2 separate regions of the Mus musculus genome follow, and region 1 is linked to region 2. Evidence: chromatin contacts called from public Hi-C data. All regions are on one chromosome and are shown on one strand. The core of a region is the stretch at or near the end of the contact, and the rest is flanking DNA. Distances in the headings are between cores, read along the strand shown. Region 1 overlaps Fam104a (family with sequence similarity 104, member A). Region 2 overlaps Cdc42ep4 (CDC42 effector protein (Rho GTPase binding) 4).

Region 1 (5,912 bases), core at 2,895-5,394, 67 kb after region 2:
CTATGTAGTTGTAGAGGTCAGAGGAGGGTGTAGGTTTCCCTGGAACTGGAGCTAGAAAAGGTTGTGAGCTACCATGCAGGCGCTGAGAACTGAAACTCAGCTTCTCTGCTAGAGCAGCCAGTGCTCTTAACTGTTGAGCCATCTCTCCAGCTCCAAGTTGGGCATAATTTTAAAAATGTTGAGGGCTGGCGAGATGGCTCAGCGGGTAAGAGCACTGACTGCTCTCTGGAAGGTCCTGAGTTCAAATCCCAGCAACCACATGGTGGCTTAAAACCATCTGTAATGGGATCTGATGCCCTCTTCTGGTGTGTCTGAAGTCAGCTACAGTGTACTTATGTATAATAATAAATCTTTTTTAAAAAGTTTAACATTAAAGTTTTTTTTTTAATTTAATTTTATTTTTTTTAAAGAATTATTTATTATACATAAGTACACTGTTGCTATCTTCAGATGCACCAGAAGAGGGCGTCTGATCTCATCATGGGTGGTTGTGAGCCACCATGTGGTTGCTGGGATTTGAACTCAGGACCTCCGGGAGAGAAGTCAGTGCTCTTACTCGCTGAGCCATCTCGCCAGCCCAAAGTTTTTTATTTTAAATTAGATTTATTGTGAAGTTTCTATTGCATTTACTTATATGTTTAGTGTGTGTATGTCTAGGTCAAAGGACAGCTGGGGGCTGCCTCTCCCCACTGTGTGGGAATCATCTCTTTGTTTTTTATCACCTTTTGTTTTTCCAGAAAAGGATTTCAGTTTGGATCTCTAAGACAGACCCGTGCTGGCCTGGAATTCACTGTGTAGCTCAGCTTAGCCTTGAACTTGATTTTTGTGATCCAACCTCTACCTCTCAAGTGCTGGGATTGCAGGCATGAGCTACCAGGCCCAGCTAAAGCTCTTCTATCTTGAATCTTCTGTGGGATAGTAGGTACATGCCAAAACATAGAATTGTTTTGAGTAGCTCTTGGGTGAGGAACTAGGACTGTTTATAGCTCTGTGGTAAGGGATTTTGGGGGTAGGAGGATAGAATCTTGGGGTAGCCAGGCTGCCCTTAGACTTCTGATGATGGTGCTGCCTTTCATCACTGATGTGGGATTACAGGAGTGTGCCATGTTACTCACGGGAGTGGTTCCTTTGTAGGTTCGTATAAATTGAAAGCATCGGTGAATGAGGAGATAGGGATAAAGAGAAGCTAAGGCCTGAAGGATTAAAATGCTTTTTCTAGATGGACGTAGTGACAGGGCATAGTGTAACACACCGTTAGTCTCAGCACTCAGGAGGCAGAGGCAGGCAGATCTCTGTGAGTTTATCTGTGAGTTTTGAGGCCAGCCTGGTCTACAGAGTGAGTTCCAGGGCAGCTAGGGCTGCATAGTAAGACCCAAAACAGCCAACCAATAAAAACCATAATATATCCATCTAGCCAGCCAGCCAGCCAGCCAGCCTGCCTGCCTGCCTGCCTGCCTGCCCGCCCGCCTGCCCGCCCCTCCTCCTTGCTTGCTTCCTCCCTCCTTCCCTCTCTCCTCCCCTCCTTTTCTTTTGTGATAAAGGGAGAAAACGTGTTCTAGGTGATAAATACACTTACATTCTGGTTTTGATTATATTAGTTAGCATATGTTAATTATACATAATAATAGACCACATTATGGCATTTTCACATGTACACTTAAGGTATTTTAGCACATTAACTCTTTCTCCCTGCCTTTCTGGTCTCCTCCCACCCAGAACCCCCCCTACTCTCCTGTCTTCATTTATTGTTTGGTTTACTACTTGTGATGACCCTGGGGCTCCTTAGGGTTTGCTTGCAGGAGTGAGTCTGTAGATGCTCAGGGAGGGGTAAAGGTGTGTGAGCCCTTTCTCCCACAGCTACCAGTATCTGCAGATCAGTCTTGGAGGTAGGAGCTCACAGACCCTTTCCTCCATGACAGGATGTTGACAGCCCATCTAAAACTTTGCTTTTTCCTTTTGTTTTTTTGAAATGGGATTTCTAAGTGTAACAGCCCTGACTGAACTCACAGAGATCCACCTGCCTCTGCCTCTCTAGTGCTAGGATTAAAGGCAGGTGCCACCACCATCCAGTCCCAATCTTTAACTTTTTAAAATTACCTTTATTTATTTATACAGAACAGTGAACAACTTATGGAAGTTGGTTTTCTCTTTACACTATGTAGATCCTGGCTGTTGAACTCAGGTTGTCTGGCATGGCAGTAAAGTACCTTTACCCCTGAGCCTAGTCTGATCTTGCACATGTCTTGCACCAGTAAATGCTTCTCCTCCGAGCTCCAAGCTGCACAGACACTGCCGTGCTCTGAAGCATATTACATGCTCACTCACCTACTTCCTCTGGCTCTTACAGTCTTTCCTTCCCAGTTTCTGTGATACGAGGGAGGAGGTGCTATAGATGTCCCGTGTTCGGCTTAGAGATCCTTGAGAAGTTCCCACTTGCCTACACCAGACTTACTAATCTGTACTAGGAGGATGGAGATTGCAGTTGAATGGGCACATCAGATCCATTTAGCTTCCCCACCAAGGTCTAGGACCTCCCTGGCCTCCAGCATCTGAAGAGGTGGAATCCTTCCCTGGGAGCAGGTCACATCAACACCTTTCCGGGTTGATTTCCTCATCACTGATTGGGTGCTGTTGCAGCAGTGTGTGCTTCTTGCCTGGCACCGAGGGGACACAGCCTAGTAAGACTTGATAAGAGTTCCCTCACAGCCTGAGGAGCACCATTTAACTGTGTGCAGGCTGGCCATCGGGGAGGAAGCATGCACAGGGAGGGAGCACCATCCTTGGTTTAGCTTGATGTCTCCCTTTCTGTAATTGGTTCTTGAGTATTTTATAGCTCAGATGGCCCAGGCCAGCTTTAAGTTCAAGATCTTCCTTTATTTTCAGCATGTTGGAACTACAGGCCATACATGGCCTAGTTTTGATTTTTATGAAGCATAGAGACTCCACAATTAACATGTTTGCTTGGGCAGCTTTCTAAAGCTTCTGAGTAGTAGCAGTATTTAGAGGTGTTTCGTTTCTGCCATGCTGGAAAGGGTTTAAACATGCTTCACAGCATGGTAAAGCCTACCCAGGGGGACAGCAGTTCCCCGTCTCTTGTGAGGAATTAGAGAAAACAAGGATGGCCTTCTATAGTGTATTCATTCTCTGCTCTGCAGTTCCTGCATCGTGCCTTCTTCCTGCCTGTCACAGCTTGCCAGGTTCCCGGGGGCCGTTGATGGGTTTTTCTCCCTTCGTACCTTTCGGGTTCACGGTGTGAACATGGTTCTTCTCTGGTCTGCTTTTGTGCCCTTCTCCTTCCTAACTCACCCATCTGCAGCGTCCTACTCTCCTTCCCTACCCCATCCGCCTTGTCTGTCTGTAGCCTGTGGTATTTTCTCAGGAACATTCCCTTCCTCTCCTTGCTTGGCTTCGTTGTTGACTCAGCTAAAACTTGCAGGTAGTGTGAGCAGAGCAGGTGATAATTCAACAAGTGTTTCCTGATAGCTGCTGCCCTTGCATGCATGTCCTGTGTCCTTAGTTAGCTGGGTGTCTCCTTCATCTCCCTCTGAGCCCTGCAGTCCCACTCGGGGTATGACATATACCTCCAACATTTCTAGTCCCCTGTGACCACCTCCTGCTCAGCCTTATGAGGAAACCTCCATGGGCCTTTCTTCTGTATCTTCATCACATACAAATCCCTGTGATCCTAACTTAAGATTCCAACTAGAAGCATGACTTGAGTGCTCAGAACCTCTGCTGGGGCCTCAGTGGCTCGTGTACTCTAGCTACAACCTCTCTCTGTGTTTTATAGTTCACCAGCCCTTGACACAGTCCAGCTGTGCCACAGGTACCACACTGGGAACTTGTCACCCTCAAGACACTTTTTTCATTTGTTCCTGGTTTGTTGTTTCCTGCCTATTTAAAGTTTAGCTCATAGACTAGCAGAGCCACCCTTAGGATCCTTCCTCTCCCATGTTTACCCAGCATGCTCCGCTGCCTTTCTCTCCCAGTAAGTAGTCTTGGACTCTGGTTATCTGTGGATTCATTACCACCATTTCCCCTGACTGAGCTTAGTAAATGTTTACCAAGTGCCTGAGCAGCTCTGGGGACAGCCTAATAGCAGGCACATTTGTTTGTTTGCATAGTGGGCATGAGAGCAGCTGGTGTTCTGGCAAGTACATCAGAAGCCTATAAGGACTCCACAATTTGTCCCAGGACAGTGCCCTTCTGGCTGTACCGTGCTGCCAGGTGGTTATGAGGATATAATGGCTGACTGTATTTGAGACTCCTTTTCTTCAAATTTTCAAAACTGGATTCTTTAGAGTGGCCACTGCTTTCCTGAGGATGCTGTTAGCAAACAACACGGCACCAGTGTTGGGAAAAGAATTTAGTGCCTTTCAAGCACAGGTGTAACAAGGGCCGTCCCCCTTGCAGCCCTCGAGTTAATGTTAAAAGTTAGCATCACCTGGTGAGAGGGCGTGGCCAGGCTTTGCCCATTCCTTGTTTCCAGACTGGGAAGGAACCTTGCTTTTCACCTGTGGCTGGGAGGGCGGGGCCAGACAGCACAGGGCACTGGGTGCTTTTGCTCGGAGACTGGCGATGCAGCTCATCCGGGCCTGCAGACGGCTTTGGGGAGGGGCTTTGCAACACTGCCCCATTTCCTCTTGTGGAACTGAAGGGAGGAAGAAGACCTTGATGAGAGGCGTCTCCTGGTAGAGTCATTCCGGCCTGCAAGCCTTTCAGTCCTTGGTAGTCAGGGAAGGTGAAACTGTCCCCATAATCTAATGACTAGACACATGAGTAGCTTTTTAGAGTGTGTCTTGAAGTTGGAAGTCACTAAAGACTTTACTCTGTTTTGTAGTAACTTTTTTTTTAAATCTGTGGTTAATTTTTCTCCCTCTAAATACATTTTTTTGTGTAAACTCTTTTTAAAAAAATAACTGGATCTGGAGAAATGACTGATGGCACTTACTGCTGTTTCAGACGTAGTCATCTGCCAGCACCGTCATGGCAGCTGATAACCATCTGTAACGCCAGGCCCAGGGACCAGATACCCTCTGTTGGCCTCTGGCTTTGCCAGAATGTTGTGCACATAAACCCATGTTTATGTGCCCCTCTCGTGTGTGTGTGCGCACACACACACACGAAGGAATTTAAAAATGGAAATAAAGTAGTTAAATAATGTAGAAAACCTAAATTCTAAATGCCTTGCTTCCTGTGTCTTCCAGACTTTTTTTGACATACATAATATGTATATGATAAAGTTTTTAAACTAAAATATTTTATAAATTCTTTCAGAATTTTATGCAGTATGTTTTGATCCCCAACTCCTCAAGAGATCTATCTCAACTTCACTTCCCACCCAGCTCTGTGTTCTCTCTTAAAAACTCAAGAGTCCAAATGTGCTGCCCTTTTATGTGTGGGGGAAAGAAAATATTTTTTAAAAGAATTTTTACTACATAGATGTTATTTACACAACTTTTTGGGGAATTGGTTCTCTTCTTCCAACAGGTTGGACCCACAAATCAAAGTCAGGATGTCAGGTTTTGTGGCAAATAAGTGCCTTTATCTGCTATGCCATCTTGCCAGCTCAAGAAAAAGAAAAACAAAACAAAACAAAACAACAACCTTGCCCCTGTACACTATATAGGGTTCAGTTTAAAGAACAAGAGACTTTGTAGATGTGTAAGTTTCTGGTATTTGTTAATGCTGAGGATAATTTTGTGATACATATATAATAGATATATTATAATGTAACCAGTTTTGCTAGATGTTTGTTTGTGAGACATTTTAAGTGAAGACAAGATTTAAAAGTGAACCTAGGAAACAAAATAAATGAAACAAAAAATTGGTATGGTGGTGTACACCTGGAATCCCTGCCCATGGGGGCGTGAGGACAGCACTCCACATGAGGGCAGCCTGTGCTACACAGG
Region 2 (5,995 bases), core at 3,120-5,619:
CTGACCCCTTAAGTTGTCCTTTGTTAGTGAGCCATGGCACACATGCACAAAATGAACAGGCACATGCACAGGAACACACACACACCCTGCAACCCTGCACCCCTCCCCCCAGCCCCCACCTCACCAGGGAACCTTTTTTTAAAGACAGGATCTTACTGTGTAGACCAGGCTGGCCTCAAACTCAGAGCCACTTGCCTCTGCCTGCAAGTGCTGGGATAAAAGGCAGGCCCGGCCCCACCCCTGCACCTGGCTTTAGCCAGTTTTTCTCTTGAGCCCAGCCTCACATCTTGGTTTCCCTCTGTCCCTTTCAATGAACATGTATCGGTGTGTTTGTGTCACAGATGGCTGTAAGTGGATGGATATGGGAGTCCACTGCCTGCTGTTTAGGGAAACTGTCCCATGTGGCTACATGGCCTCAGGACAGACACTCCACCTCACCCCCACCCGTCACGGTTTCCACGGACCTCGTGCTTCCTCATTTTCTCAGGCCGCCCCTTACTGCCCTGGTTCTCCCAGCCAGCGTGTGATGTTGTGGCTAAGGCTTTGCTGAAGAATATCCACGCATTTGGGACTTCTCCTCCATTGATACAGTTCCACCTGCTCTGTTTGTAGATGTGGAGGAGGCTGAAGTATTCTTGTGGCTCAGGCAGGTCTTGAACTTGCCATCCCTCTGCCTCAGCTCCTCAGCTCTCCCAATTGTGGGTGCCCCTTGGCCACCCTGTCCCGAGGTCATTAGGATGTAAGTAGTTCTTGGGATCCAGGTGCTGTGACTCTCCCTGCCTTGTGAAATGTGTCCCACCCACCCCTTCCCACCCTCTTTATTCCTCCTACCCTTTTTTGGCTCTTACATTGGGCAAGATGATGGAAGAGACAGGAAGGGCTGACCTCAGTCTTGGCAGCGATGTCACTGCAAGTGTTACTCGGGGAAAACTTTCAGATTGGCAGAGGAGATCTGAGCCCTGGTACCACTTGGGTCCCTCAAACTCCATGACCTTTGGCAACTCACCTCTCCTTATCCCTCACTGCCCCACCCCCACCCCCAAAGCCTTGCCCAGGCCACTGGGTTGGATCATCTCTGTGACCCCAGCCCGCCACATTTATTTCAACACCTACTCCTACCCCTGGGCTACATGACAATCCACTGGTGTGTGGGAAGGACATACCAGAGCCATCACAGCTGTTCATTCGTGTCTACGATGGATTGGTTCCAGGTCCCCCTGGGACACCAAAATCCACAGAGGCTCAAGACCCTTCCGTGAGACAGCACAATGTAATGTGTGCGTATCTATCCCCTGGGGCACTTTAAACCATCTCTAGAGTTCCACATTCCAGAGTGACAGGGATGCTATGAAAACAGTTGCATTAGGTTGTTTAGGGAGTGAAGATGAGGTTGGGGTTGTACACGTTCAGTGTTTGTGTGTGTTCTGGTAGGGCGTGTTTCGCCTGCCTGCACATGTGTGTGGAGACTAGAGATTGACATTATTAGTGCCTTAGTCTGTCCATGTGCCTGTCCATGATAGTTGCTTGGGTGGAGGGGGCCATGCACTTGTCATAGGGCGTGTGTAGAGGTCAGAAGACAACTGTGTGAGGCAGGTTCTCCTTCCATGTTTCCTGGGGTGACAGGGGCTTCACTTGTGTTGCCAGGTTGTACCGCGGGTGCTTTACCAACTGGCTCTCCTTCCAGTCCTGCATGTCACTTTTTAAAACTTGTTTTTAGATGTATTTACTTTATGTGTATGAGTGTTTTGTGTGCATAGTTAGTTATACACGTACCATACGCATGCCCAGTGCCTGCAGAAGCCAGAAGATGGGATTGAATCTCCTGAGACTAGAGTTACAGAGCCACTATGTGGGTGCTAGAAATCAAACCAAACCAGTGCCGCTAACGGCTAAGCCACCTCCCCTCCGGCCCCCACCTTACATTAGAAGATAGGATCTCTCACTAAAGGTGGCTCACCAGGGTTCCCCCCCCCCCATTTTTCCATCTCAGCATGATCTGTGTGCGTGCCCCAGGGATCGAACTCAGATCCTTGTGGGCAGCACACACTTTACCTACTCCACTGAGTTCTCGCCCCAGCCTATTTCTGAGATCTTTTCTTTTGACAGATGGAGAATCCACAGATTTAGAGGGCTGGCCATCTATTGATTTTATTTTCTTAAAAGACAAAAACTGAAAATTAAGGACTGAATGGGTGGCAGTTTGCACATAACCTAAAGGAACCCTGTGTCGGCATGGTTAACACTCACCTTTCGTCATCACAGATAGGAGGCAGAGGCAGGTAGATCTGTGAGTTCAAAGCCAGCCTGGTCTACAGAGTGAGTTCTAGAACAGCCAGGGCTACATAGTGAGACCCTGACACACACACACACACACACACACACACAAAACCAAAACAAGAATTGTGCACACATGCATACACGTAAAGGACACCTTAGAGGGGTGTTTTTCCATGGCACCCCCACACTTTGGATATTGCATCGCTGTTTTAGCAGTGACCTGGAGAGAGAACTGACCATGACTTCAACCTGTGCTCTCTGGGCTGAGTCCTCTGATAGGGCATTCCTGTCTCTCAGAACCTAATTCTTTACCCGGCCCAGGTATTTTAGAGATGTTTGTCTGTCGTAGGATGAGAAGTGTGTGTGTGTGTGTGTGTGGGGGGGGGGGGGGGGTCCTTGATGATCGTGTGCGGTTCTGTCTCTGGCTTTTATGTGTTGGAATTGTGGCTGTTCAGGCCAGAGGGTATCTTAAACCAGTACATCCCAAGTTCCTTGTATAAACAGCAGACTCTCAGCTATACCAGAGTTGCCTGCATCTCTAATCCCAGCACACACCCCTTAGAACTCCTCCTCCTCCTAACACAGTGTCAAAGCTGCTGTAGCTCTGCTGTCCCTCAGCTGTCCCTCTGCTGCCCTTAGCACCCCACAACTTTTTAAAAGTTTCATAAAGGCTAGTGACTGTTCCAGAAAATACCAGATCTTTCTCTACTGTCAAAAGGCGGAGCGCTAGCTTCTCTGGGAGAGATGTGGCCTGCGGCAGGCTGGTTTTCCTGTCCTGATGTAAAAAGTGTTAACACTGGACACTTGGACGAAGTTAAGTTCTGCCTAGGGGCAGGTACAGTGCCGGCCCTGTGGAGAGAGGTATGTGTGTGTGACTCAGCTCTGGGACAGGATCCCTGGAGTCCCCATGGAGGCTGCCCTTTGATCTGCCACTGGGGACATCTCCACTCCTATTGGCCACAACTCTGAAACACTCCCAGGATGTCTTCCCCTGTGTCCTCCCCAGCCACACTCAGGTCTTGCCTCCTCCTGGCTGCAAACTCCAGAAAATAATAACCTTACTGAGTTTCTGTCTCCCCTCCCCCATGGCTTCCAGGTTAGCCGCCACTAGGAACTTCCCAAGGTTGTTGGTTTACATTACACACACACACACACACACACACACACACACACACACACACACACTCACTCACTCACCTGGCTTGTCCTCTGAGCATGTGGATTTTTGGTTCTGTCCCTTAAATACTACAAGCATGTTCCCACCCCAGAAATGTTGTGCGTTTCCTGTGAGCCAGGGTTTGACACAGCTGCCTTCTGGTTGCTCGTGGCTCCGTTCACAGTGCCCCTTCCTCAGAAGACCCTCCTCCAGGACCCCCACTTCCACTCTCGCTCCCATCACCTGGTTCCCTCTTTACACCGCACTCCCACCCCGCCTTACCCCCAACTCGCTGTCAGCTGTACCTTGGGAGTGGTAATGTTCTGTTTTCACGGCCTAGAATACGGTCATCCTTCAGTATTCATGGTGATTGCTCTCTGCGACCCTTCAGATACCCGAATCCCAGATGTTCGTCCCTGAGTCCTTTGTCTAAAATTGCATGCTTTGCATATAAGGTTATATATGCAACGTGTCTTCCTGTGTCCTTCAAGTAGGCTCTGGGTTCCTTGTATACACAACACCGTGTGAAAGGTTGATAGGCAGAGCTGAGCTATCTTGCTTATAAAAAATCATAAGGAAGATATCTATGCATGTTTTGTAGAGCTGTTGAATTCCCACCTGCAGAAGGCTTTCTAACTACGACTGGCTGAATCTTCCGGGGTAGAAGGAACTCTTGCAAGCACAGAGGGTGGGCTGGCTCTATGTGGATACTGTGGGGCTCTACAATATCACAGCAACTGAATGAGTGAGTGAAGGGTAAACAAAACCGCTTACAACCAGTCTGAACTAGTGGCCAAAGTTTCTGTGTATCCAATGCCTTCTTCTGTCCAGCCACATTGCCTAGTGCTGATCTCAAGAACCAGGGAAGTGTGGCTGGGTGTGGCTGCCCTTGGCAGTGGTCGATGAAGCATACGTAACTCTGTATACTGACTGGGGTGAGCCTCCGGTCAGCTGCAGAGCGAGAGGCCTGGCTGGCTGGCTGGCTGGCTGGCTCTCTCAGGAGAGTGTACCTCTGGCTCCCACCTAAGGCTGAGATGCCAGGGACAGGCCACTGGGCATTTGGAGTGGGATACATTGATGTAGTCTAACCTGTTTGTCAGTCTGCTGGCCAATCTGGGAAGGTATTGTTCACTGTTCATCTTGCCAGGGAGGGTGGTGACAGGCCCAGAGTCTTGACTGTGTGTGGGGTTGGTGGCAGGGCTTGTTGACAATGCCTTATGGGAAGGTGCCGGTGCCCTCCACCTTGCAAGCTGCTGACCCAGGAAAGTGGGATGTGGCCTCTGGAGTGGGATATCCACCTGGCCTCATGAGGCAGCCTGTTTTAGGCACTTCCCCCAGGGGTGACTCATAGTGTTTAGCAACACTCCTCCCAAAGCCACAGCCCCTGTGGTCAGATCCTTTCAGCAGTGAGCTGGAGGCCTCCCAATGCCAGCTCCTGGCAGGCTCAGCTTCCACCTAGATACAAGACCCTCACTCTCTGCTTCCCCTAAGGACCCTGACCATCTCCTCCGTCCCTTTAACCCTTGTCCGTTAGAAGCTTAGGTGACTCACTGTTGCTTGGGCCCTTGACGCTAACAACCTCAAACAAGTTTCTGGCTGAGTTTTCATTGACCTTGCAGCTTACTGTGTGCTGTGTCACAGGCATGCAAACTCTGAGACCCCAGATGAGGCCTCGGCTCACCCAGCCTTATGGGTGGTGGGAGAACTGGGGACGCTATCTAAGCTCTCTTGCTAGATATTGGAAATTGCTAATCACAAGCCGTGCAGCCCATACCCAGCCTCAGGAGCAAGATCACAGGAAACGGGTGGCATTGTGTAGACCTGTCACCGTTCTTCAGGAGGCAGAGGAGAAGGGGCACGAGGTCTAGCCTAGGATGATATTCGGTTATGTGGAGTGCCACAGTGATTGTCACTGCGTGTCATTTCTATCCCTATTTTTTTTTTTAATATCTCTACGGGCAAAGTAGTGCTAGGATTGGGGGTTGCTAACAGGGTGACGATGGATTCACCATTCCTTCTAACTGTCATGGACTGGGTCCTTGGTCCATCTGGGTGGCCAGGGGCACACTTCTGGAGAATCCTGGGCTGCTGTGGTTCCTCTTTTCTTTATAATGAGCACTTCAGATGGAAAACCACAGTATGGGCGAGCTTCCGAGGTCTTGAGGGGGATTCCTGGACTTACTGAGAAGCCTTTTCACAAGTCAGTATGATCTTGGGCTCCCCTCTGGCCTCTGCGTGCTCATGTCCCTGTTTCCTGTTTCGGGTGATCTTACATAGGAAAGCATTTCTCAGATTTGCCTCCCAGAGAATATGGAGAATGTGTGCCCTGGCCGTCTGGGATGCTGTGAGTGGAGGGTGTGGGGAATGGATGCTGTTAATGTCTAACAACAGAGGCCAGGGATGCCAACACGACCCATAGTTGAAAACTGCTTTGACTGGCCCCGAGCATCCTCAGGCCATGCTAGAATAACACGACTGTTTTTAGAATATGGAAGGCTCCCTCCTCCTCAGGGTAGGGAGGGCACTCCATAGAGGCAGTGAGCAGCGCTCTAGTAAAGGACC

Evidence for each region. Hi-C and Micro-C count contacts between places; a contact is called where the count stands out from the background.
Region 1: a contact with region 2 is called in a Hi-C map of liver, with 1.9 times the contacts expected there. The contact joins two enhancer-like sites. A contact is called at or near these places in 3 of 39 promoter capture datasets (embryonic stem cells, fetal liver and liver), 13 of 484 Hi-C or Micro-C datasets (the G1E-ER4 cell line, the HPC-7 cell line, the N1E-115 cell line and 4 more), 5 of 115 datasets of contacts at active chromatin or transcription factors (double positive thymocytes, embryonic stem cells and pancreatic cancer cells) and 3 of 9 other capture datasets (adipose tissue, liver and pancreatic islet).

What each region holds. Positions count from the first base shown.
Region 1 is chr11:113,665,498-113,671,409 of GRCm38.p6, reverse strand. The region is part of intron 2 of Fam104a (family with sequence similarity 104, member A); the gene reads left to right. It also overlaps a transcript of Cog1 not described here. Among named protein-coding and RNA genes, the nearest start is that of Fam104a, 16 kb to the left of the region's middle. Within about 2 kb of position 4,144, at least 75 of the 459 cell types and tissues checked have an H3K27ac peak or open chromatin away from gene starts, as enhancers often do. A contact at or near this core is called in the G1E-ER4 cell line, the HPC-7 cell line, liver and 1 more, where this site is marked.
Region 2 is chr11:113,732,550-113,738,544 of GRCm38.p6, reverse strand. The region is part of intron 1 of Cdc42ep4 (CDC42 effector protein (Rho GTPase binding) 4); the gene reads left to right. Among named protein-coding and RNA genes, the nearest start is that of Cdc42ep4, 16 kb to the left of the region's middle. Within about 2 kb of position 4,369, at least 186 of the 459 cell types and tissues checked have an H3K27ac peak or open chromatin away from gene starts, as enhancers often do. A contact at or near this core is called in the G1E-ER4 cell line, the HPC-7 cell line, liver and 1 more, where this site is marked.